2 separate regions of the Rattus norvegicus genome follow, and region 2 is linked to region 1. Evidence: chromatin contacts called from public HiChIP or PLAC-seq data. All regions are on one chromosome and are shown on one strand. The core of a region is the stretch at or near the end of the contact, and the rest is flanking DNA. Distances in the headings are between cores, read along the strand shown.

Region 1 (4,255 bases), core at 1,360-3,859:
GCCTGCTGCTCCTCTTTAGGGTTCTGTGGGGGAGCTAGCTGGCAGGAAAGGACCCACTGCTTTCCCGAGATGGGCTTTCCTAAACCATTTTCACTGTACAGATTCTGCCTGCTTTAATAAAGTGTTGCATTTGGATTTCTGGGTACTTTAATTAAGATCTCCCCTATAAAGAGAAGCCTGATCTCCCCCCACCCTTTCAAAATGGCTGTTGTGTCTTATTTTTAAAAAAATGAATTTAGTTTCTAGAAAAAAGAGTGAGAGAAAAAAATGAAAAAAGATGAACCCTGATAAACTATCATTCACTGCGGAGCTGGCCAGAGGTAGCAAAGGATGTTAGGTGTCCTCCGGATGATTTAGCCTTCTCTACTCTTGTCTTGGGTACTGCTTGCCAGGGCTGGGAAGAAAAGTAGTGAACTAAAGGCACAGATAGGCCGTGCTTCAGGCTCCTTTATCTGTCTGCAGACCTCACTGCTTGTGTGATTTTCCCTTGTATCAACTTGGGTTTAGGTTAAGAGGTAGCTGGAAATTCTGTTGACTATGATGGGGAAGGAAAGAGTACAATGCTGTGAGTGCTGTAACTCTAAATAAAAATAAGAAAGGAAGGTGAGGGAGACCCCGAGGACAGTGGTGCAGGAACTACCACAGTTGCTCCTTCAAGCTCAATGTGCTTTGAAACAATAAAATACATTGAGGAGAGTGTCGGCCTTTGCTAGCGAGCTATATTTAACATGTTTTTTTATCGACAAAAATAGACTTTTATTTATCTTGCAAAGTAAACGCATGGTTCCTTCCCTCTTAGTACTTAATCTGTGTCTTGGACCGAATAAATGACGAGAAGAACTCTGCAGTTTCTATAAATTGCATTCCTCCTTTAAAAAGGGGATGGATAGAATTTAAAAAAAAAGACACAGCAGTGTGAAGAAAGTACTCTGTTTGTGACTGTGGCTGTCATAGTTTTCGACTTAAGTGTGTCATTTTCACTGCTGCCATTCAGCGAGGCCAGTCTTTTCTCCTGGATGCTCTAGGTAATGCTATGCAGGCAAGAAGCAAGAACAGGTCTCAGCAAAGACCAAACTGGGGTGGAAACATTTAGAGAAGAAGCTGTTACATCAGGTTACACATTTCGTATCCTTGAGCTGTTGTATATATGTTTCTTTCAATTGTTGCTTTTGTTAAAAATTGAGTGGTCCATGTGCCACTCTCCACCACTTAGGGGCGTGTGTCTTGTGCTTCGCCGTGCTTCACCATCATCCGGTACCACCCACACGTTGTGATCCAATGTCTACTGTAAACTCAGGATGAGGTACTTGCCCCAGTAAGAACATTTATCCAGTAACCTCCTATCCATCCAAATTCTACTGCTCCCTCTTGTGGCAAGTATCTTCCCTGACTTTCTCTAGATTGCAGGGTGCTGTCTGGTTTCCCTCTGCTCCTTTAACTGTCTGCCTCTCCAGCTCTCATTATCAGTAGGACTAAGGCTAACCAGGCCAGTGGGTTACAGCACTCCCCGTTCCCACTCTCCCCTCTGAACAAAATGGTTCTGGCTCCCGGGAGATGTCTCTTAAATGTAGGGGAAGTAGATGTCAGGTGTTTTCCGTCCATTGGGATAGACCAGACTCGGGGAAATGTGAGCGTTCAGCTTTTGCCTTAGGGATTTTGATTTAAACTCAGGACTAGTCCAGTGGGGCCTCATTAAATGCAGTAGGATTATTTTCCATTCTCTCTCTCTCTCTCTCTCTCTCTCTCTCTCTCTCTCTCTCTCTTCCTCTCCCTTTCCCTCTCCCTCCCTCCCTCCTTTTCTCCCCCCGCCCAGCCATTGCTCTCTTCCCCCTTCTCCATTCTTCCTCTCTCTTTCCTGCACCTCTAGCCTCTCATGTGTGCATGTGCATCGTGTTGAAACTTTAAACTAACCATGGAGTAGTTGTGTGCAACTCAGACAGCCCACTTCCTGGGTAAGTGCTTACGGCTATGCGTTCATGGAGGAGCTTAGAACTTAAGCAGAGAGTGGCTTGAATCAATAGAGCTCACTGCTCTCTTCCATGGCAACTCTGTTTGGACTCTGACTGCTTTGCACTCGCATTTGCACCTGTCCTTTGGTCCCTCAGTTCTTGGTCCTTCTAGTCCAGAATGTGGCAAGGTAGAAAAATGTTTAGATAACACACATCCTCACTTCCTACTCAGTTTTCAAAGAAGGAAGGGAATATCCTGACTGACAAGTGAAGCAAGGAAACTATTTCTGTGGCAGAGAGCTAAGGCATCATTTATAATAAGTCATTTGAGTCTGGAAAAACAAAGCATTGATCCATTGACCAACATAGAATGTGAAACCATTAGTATGAGAGTTACTCATTTGAGTGAAGGAATTCTGACCAAATCCTTAACAAAACACAGAGGTATTGCTCAGCAAAGGGGTACTATATGTGAGTCTGCACAAGCCATTAGGTATATGTTGATCTGTGAAGTTGAAATCTCTCATGCGATCAGCTTGCAGAGAGTCCTGAGAACCTGTGATACAGCAAGACAAAGAGGAAGTGGAAGAGTTAAAACCGAGTTTCTGCCCTGTGAATGCCCTCCGGAGACTGTTCTGACAGGGAAGCGTGAGGGCCTGGGAGCAGAGCTTCTAAAGAAGAGGTCACTAACTGGAGAGTAGCAAGAAGCAGACAAACACGGATTCCTGTACTGAGGTTCTTACTCTGAAGCAAACCCCGATTCTTTTCTGGAAAAGTTAGCTTTTGTAAATCTTCTGAGAAATGGGCGAGGTATTTTCTCCAGAGCAGACCGACAAGTCTCAAATTCCTGAAGGTGCTGTACTGTAACATTTTGTGGCATTTTCGCCGATCACCTAGACAACAGCAGCTCGATGCCAAGTCAGATAAACCGGTTCCCTGCACAGTCAAGAAATCTTGGAGAATTAATGTGTATGTCGGAAGCCACTTAAAAGATGGAGCAATCACGGTGCAGATTCCACACCATTGCAAACCAAGTTCAAATAATAACTTCTTTGTTGAGTCTAATGTGAGGTCAAGTCAAAACAGCAAAGCAACCAGTGATTCAGCACCTTATACTAACCCAACCGTGGCATGGACTGAGCATTCAGGTTGTGTGAAAGACCCTGGAAAGGCAAGTCATTGCACATTTGGTGAACACTTGTCATGTCATTATCTAGACAAGCTGGTATGTTTGTGTGTGTGTGTGTGTGTGTGTGTGTGTGTGTGTGCACGTGAGTGTGCCTGTGTATGTGTACGTATGCATGTGTGTGTGCATGTGTATGTGCATGGGTGTGTGTGTGTGCGTGCGTGCGTGCGTGCGTGCGTGTGTGTGTATTCCTATTTGATGTTCAGCAAAGAAGCAAAAGAAGCATTTAAAGGTGAAGACTGGTGCAAGGTGCAGTTGAATGACTTGGCTGTGGGTGAATAAAAGAAGGTACAGAAGCCACTCCGGGATTCAGTTCTTCCTGTCGTGATCTAGAACACTCATAGATGAAATAGCCTGGTTGAGCAAGATAGGATCTGAACTGCAGAGGAAGGAGAAGCTTGGCCCCGTGACCTCCTCCAGGAGAGGAAAGGGGCTTTGGGGTCATTACAAACAGGTAAAGGGATTTAGAAAACCAATAATCCTAGTCATTTTGACCAAGTGAAGCATGCTCTAGGAATGTTATGACAAGGACAACCACAGAAAAATGTTACGAGCATCTCCACAGCCCTTGAGCTGCCCTGCACCCAGTCAGGACCATGTACACGCACTACATAGTTAGCATCAATAGTAGCTTTCGGCATTTCCCAAATGCATTTTGCGCTGGAAGGTGATATTCATTATGGTGTCACAGCATAGCCTTGAAAGACAGAGGCTGCAATGGCCAGAGGCAAGGAGAAACGGTAGACCACTAGTCAACATACTTTTTGTTTTGCTTTTTATTTGGTTTTAGAGATAAATTCTCACTTCGGAGCCCAAGTGGGCTTTGAAGTCTCCTACCTGTGACTCTAGATTTCTGGGATTGTAGGTGTAATGCTACACTAGACGTTCCTTGGTACACTCTTGGTGGTTTTTGTCATCTACTGTTGAAGGCTTTCTCTTCTGCACTCCTCATTAACACACAGGACATAGGGCCTCTCTCTGGTTGTGTTCATTCCTTACCGTAGAGCACCCAAGCCTAGTAACATGTTTAGGTCATTGGGTTGCTTATTCTGCTCCCAAAGTGACACTTGCTTTGTAGACTTCATTAGACGTGGCATCAAAGAGTTTGGAAAGGTAGTCA
Region 2 (3,796 bases), core at 63-2,562, 190 kb after region 1:
AGCCTGAGAAACCCTTTCTCAAAAAAAGAAGAGGAAGAGAAAGAAGAGGAAGAAGAATAGGAGGAGGAAGAGGAGATGGAGGAAAGACCAAAAGAAAGCATTGAACTGGGGCCTTGCTTACCATTTCAGAGGCTTATGCTCATTTTCATTATGAAGAAGGCCATGGTAGCACACATCACACTTCACCTGAGCAGTAGCTGAGAGCTGCACCTGACCCGTAGGCAGCTTTAGTCATCAGGCCGGGTACCTAGGAGTGAAAAGTCTTTTCACACTTAGATGCCCACTGATTTCACTTCTGTCTCTGGTATCTTATTTTAGTCCTAAAGGTAAGAGGGCCTTGATTTGGGCTTTAGAAACCTGAAAGACCATCCCCATTGACACACTTTATCCAACAAAGCCAAACCCAATCCAACTAAACAACACCTCCTGATTCTTTTAATCCTTTCAAATAGTGCCAATTCCTGATGACCAAGCATTCAAATATATGAGTCTATGTGGACCATTCTTATTCAAACCACTACAATACATTTGTTGAATAATATGTTATGAAAATTACTTTTATTTCTGATGCCTTTTTTTCCATAAAACTTTGATTAAGTTTTATAGTATTATGTGTATACTAAGTGACAGTGTCATGCCATATTTTATTTATGCATCACTTCCTTTAATTCTTTCAGGAAAAATTCTCTATATAATTTTGTGCCCAATATATTTATATCACTTCTATTAAACAAGATAAAACACTATCGTAAAGGATGGACTCAGAAAAATCCAACAGGGTCCTGTCTTGGGTCCATACCTTGCCATCTGCTTATAACTTCACATGGCTTGAACTGTTATCATATACACCAAACCAGACTAGGAAATTAACTGTGCACAAAGAAAAGGGCAGAATTATAATCAGACCAAAACCATGCAAGAAAGAAGACTTGGAAAGGTCAATAGGCATTCCAAGAAGTAAACTGAAGGGGAACCAGAGCCAGGAAGAAATCTGGCAGAGCAGGAAGTTCTGAAAGTCAGAGCCCAACTCCTCATGTGATCACCCAAAAAGGCAACAAATGCTCTCATTATTCTGTGTTCTCTGGGAGAGTGTGAATGGATGCTGCAGCAGGAGAGTCATTTGCATTTCAAATTTGCCCCTCTCTGATTTTCACTTCACATCAAGAACACTTTTAAGAGTCACTAAAGGGCCTTTTCCTCCCTTAAATTGTGGCTTCAAGCTTACACACCTTCTTAATTGTCCTATTGGCTCTTGAAATCATGTGTGATCATGGCATCTTGCTTCAAAGTCCTGCTAATCTATTATAATCACAAACTGTAGATGGTCTCCCTAGAATCTTTTGAAACATGAAGTTAGTTCACCCTCTGAGCCAGTAGGCTATGGGCTGTAAGTTAACTGAAAATCCCACGAGTGAGGACCTTCCTCATGTGATGTTATCAAGGCTCCTTCCTGTTTTGACTGTGGCCCTCAGTATCTTTATTTCAGAGGTCAAATGTCCAAGAGCCTTCGTTATCAGGCCAGATACCTAGGGGCGAACAAACAGTATTTACACCTCTAGATGCCCACTGATTTCACTTCTGTCTCTGGTATCTTATTTTAGTCCCAGTGCTCTATCTCTGCTTTCTGCTTCTCGGGTTCTTGCTTCTGGTACTAGCATTTTAGGATGATCCAAGGAAACATTTGGGGAAAGCTCCCTTGGATTGTGCAATCCATATTTAGCAATGTGATTAATTGGTATGTTCTCAAAATGAATGTGATTGACATAGCATCGAGTAAGAAATAATTCTTTTTCTTTAATTACATGGGGAGGGGAGTTAAGAGGGTAATAGGGCAGAGAAAGTCAGAGAGAGAGAGAGAGAGAGAGAGAGAGAAAGAGAGAGAGAAGAGAAGAGAAGAGTAGAGGCTGGTCTTGAGCATGTGGAGAGAAGCAAGGAGGGGAATGGGAGGAGAAGGAACAAAGCAGGAAGAGGGTAAGAGCAAGAGAGCAAGAGAGAACAAGAAGCAGCAAGAAAGCAAGAAATAATTCTTAATCTCAAAAACCGAATTCCCCCACTGAACGGAATAAAAAGGGAAATCTTTAAGGTTATCCTTCGCTTGGACTCTAAAGACCTAGAACTAATAAGGACTGATGCTCCGTAGAGACTCGAGGGTAAATGGTAAAATCATCATCTGAGGGAAGATATGTGACAATTACTTGATCAAATAGCTACTTTCCACCAATCACAACGTATGTTCCTGAGCAGTAAACTGACAACTTAAAAGAGAGACATGGATGAGTGGGGAAAGTGACCAGCTTTAAGTTTTAACTCATTAAGTGCCCACCATTTTGATATTTGTGATGTCACAGACTCATCTGAGGGAAGCAATTTCCTAACTCATTCTTTATTGACTTTGTATGGCCTTCCTCTTCTTGTTCATCTCAGTGCAAGTGTGAAAGTAGAACCTTAGTCATTCATCCCCCTGTTTAGTGAATTCTCTGAAAACAATCCAGTTTTCTGCCATTTTATGGCTTCCAGCCAATTCCCAGAAAGTCTTGTGTCTCCATGTCTTGTCGGTAAACATTTTATATCAACAAGCCTTATAAGCACAAATAATTCATTGTCAGGCCATGCTTTCTTATCTCAAAGTGGGAAAATGTGATCTTTGTACCCACAGGCAGTGTAATTACTTGCCTAAAGTTTGTAGAAGACTCATTGTATTCCATACATTCACCATATGCTTAAAGATCATTGAACAATCACAAAACTGTGAAGACTCACTGTAGCAACTGCTCAACAGGCAACAGGCTCTTTGCCTTATTAATACTTTGATGAAAGTACTCACACACACACACGCACACACACACACACACACACACACACACACACACACACACACATATATATATATTGAAAAATAAAATTATTTATGGTATACATTTTTCTTGGAAAGATGCGATGGTGGACCGGTAAGGTCAACTCACTAGGATCTAAACTGCCCTACATAATCACAGTGTGTGGCAGGTTTAAATAGGAAACCATGGGGAGAAGGTGGAAGGTCTAAGTTAAGTGCGCACTGTTCAATATCAGAGTCTCTACTCACACGCTGCTATCAAATAAATTGCAATTTGACTAGCTGATATAAAAAGGGGTTGTAACTCTAAAGCACATACCAGATTTCAAGTATTTAGTATGAAGAGATAATATGCACTGTCCCATCAACCAATTTTAAGTCTCTTGTGTGTTAAGTTGACGGTAGTTTGGATATCCTGAGTAAATTGCATGTATTATTAAAATATAGTTTTACCTTTGTTTTTTTATTTTTCAAAAACATCTGTGAGGTCTCTACTGTGTTCTATTATTCTGTCTAACCTGTTCTGAATGATACAGACTTCTCTAGTCTGCTTTGAAACAAGATAGCATTAGCTTTGCCAGATGGGGGGAAAATGGAGTCATTAAAACAGGGCTAATCCTTGGACTCTCACTGGATGGGCGGTCGGTTGGGCTTTGTAAATTTAATTAGCTAATGGAACGCTGGCTAAGAATGAGGTCCATATGGCTGTTTTTCCTTCCGTTATGGGCAAAAAAAAAATGTGTAGTCACTTCTGCTGAAAAATTGACTTGCACAGTTATTACTGTGATAATTCTCCACCGAGATAAAAATAATAATAATAATCTGCAAACCTGTATTTGGTTTTGCTGAAAGATCATGGGGGATGTGGTCCTTTGCAAGCATTCCTGTCAGCTTGCAGCAATTGCTGGAATGTTGAAGCTTCTAAGCACATTGCACCTGGTAATTGCATAATTCTCATAAAAT

Evidence for each region. HiChIP or PLAC-seq counts read pairs in DNA pulled down with a chosen protein or histone mark.
Region 2: an H3K27ac HiChIP or PLAC-seq map of oligodendrocytes shows a contact between it and region 1, with 7 times the contacts expected there. The contact joins two enhancer-like sites. A contact is called at or near these places in 2 of 12 Hi-C or Micro-C datasets (frontal cortex and kidney) and 1 of 1 datasets of contacts at active chromatin or transcription factors (oligodendrocytes).

Annotation. Positions count from the first base shown.
Region 1 is chr6:19,006,857-19,011,111 of GRCr8, forward strand. It overlaps a transcript of Slc8a1 not described here. Among named protein-coding and RNA genes, the nearest start is that of Slc8a1, 15 kb to the right of the region's middle. Within about 2 kb of position 2,610, at least 5 of the 93 cell types and tissues checked have an H3K27ac peak or open chromatin away from gene starts, as enhancers often do.
Region 2 is chr6:19,197,084-19,200,879 of GRCr8, forward strand. All of the region lies in intron 1 of Slc8a1 (solute carrier family 8 member A1), which reads left to right. Among named protein-coding and RNA genes, the nearest start is that of Slc8a1, 180 kb to the left of the region's middle. Within about 2 kb of position 1,313, at least 33 of the 93 cell types and tissues checked have an H3K27ac peak or open chromatin away from gene starts, as enhancers often do.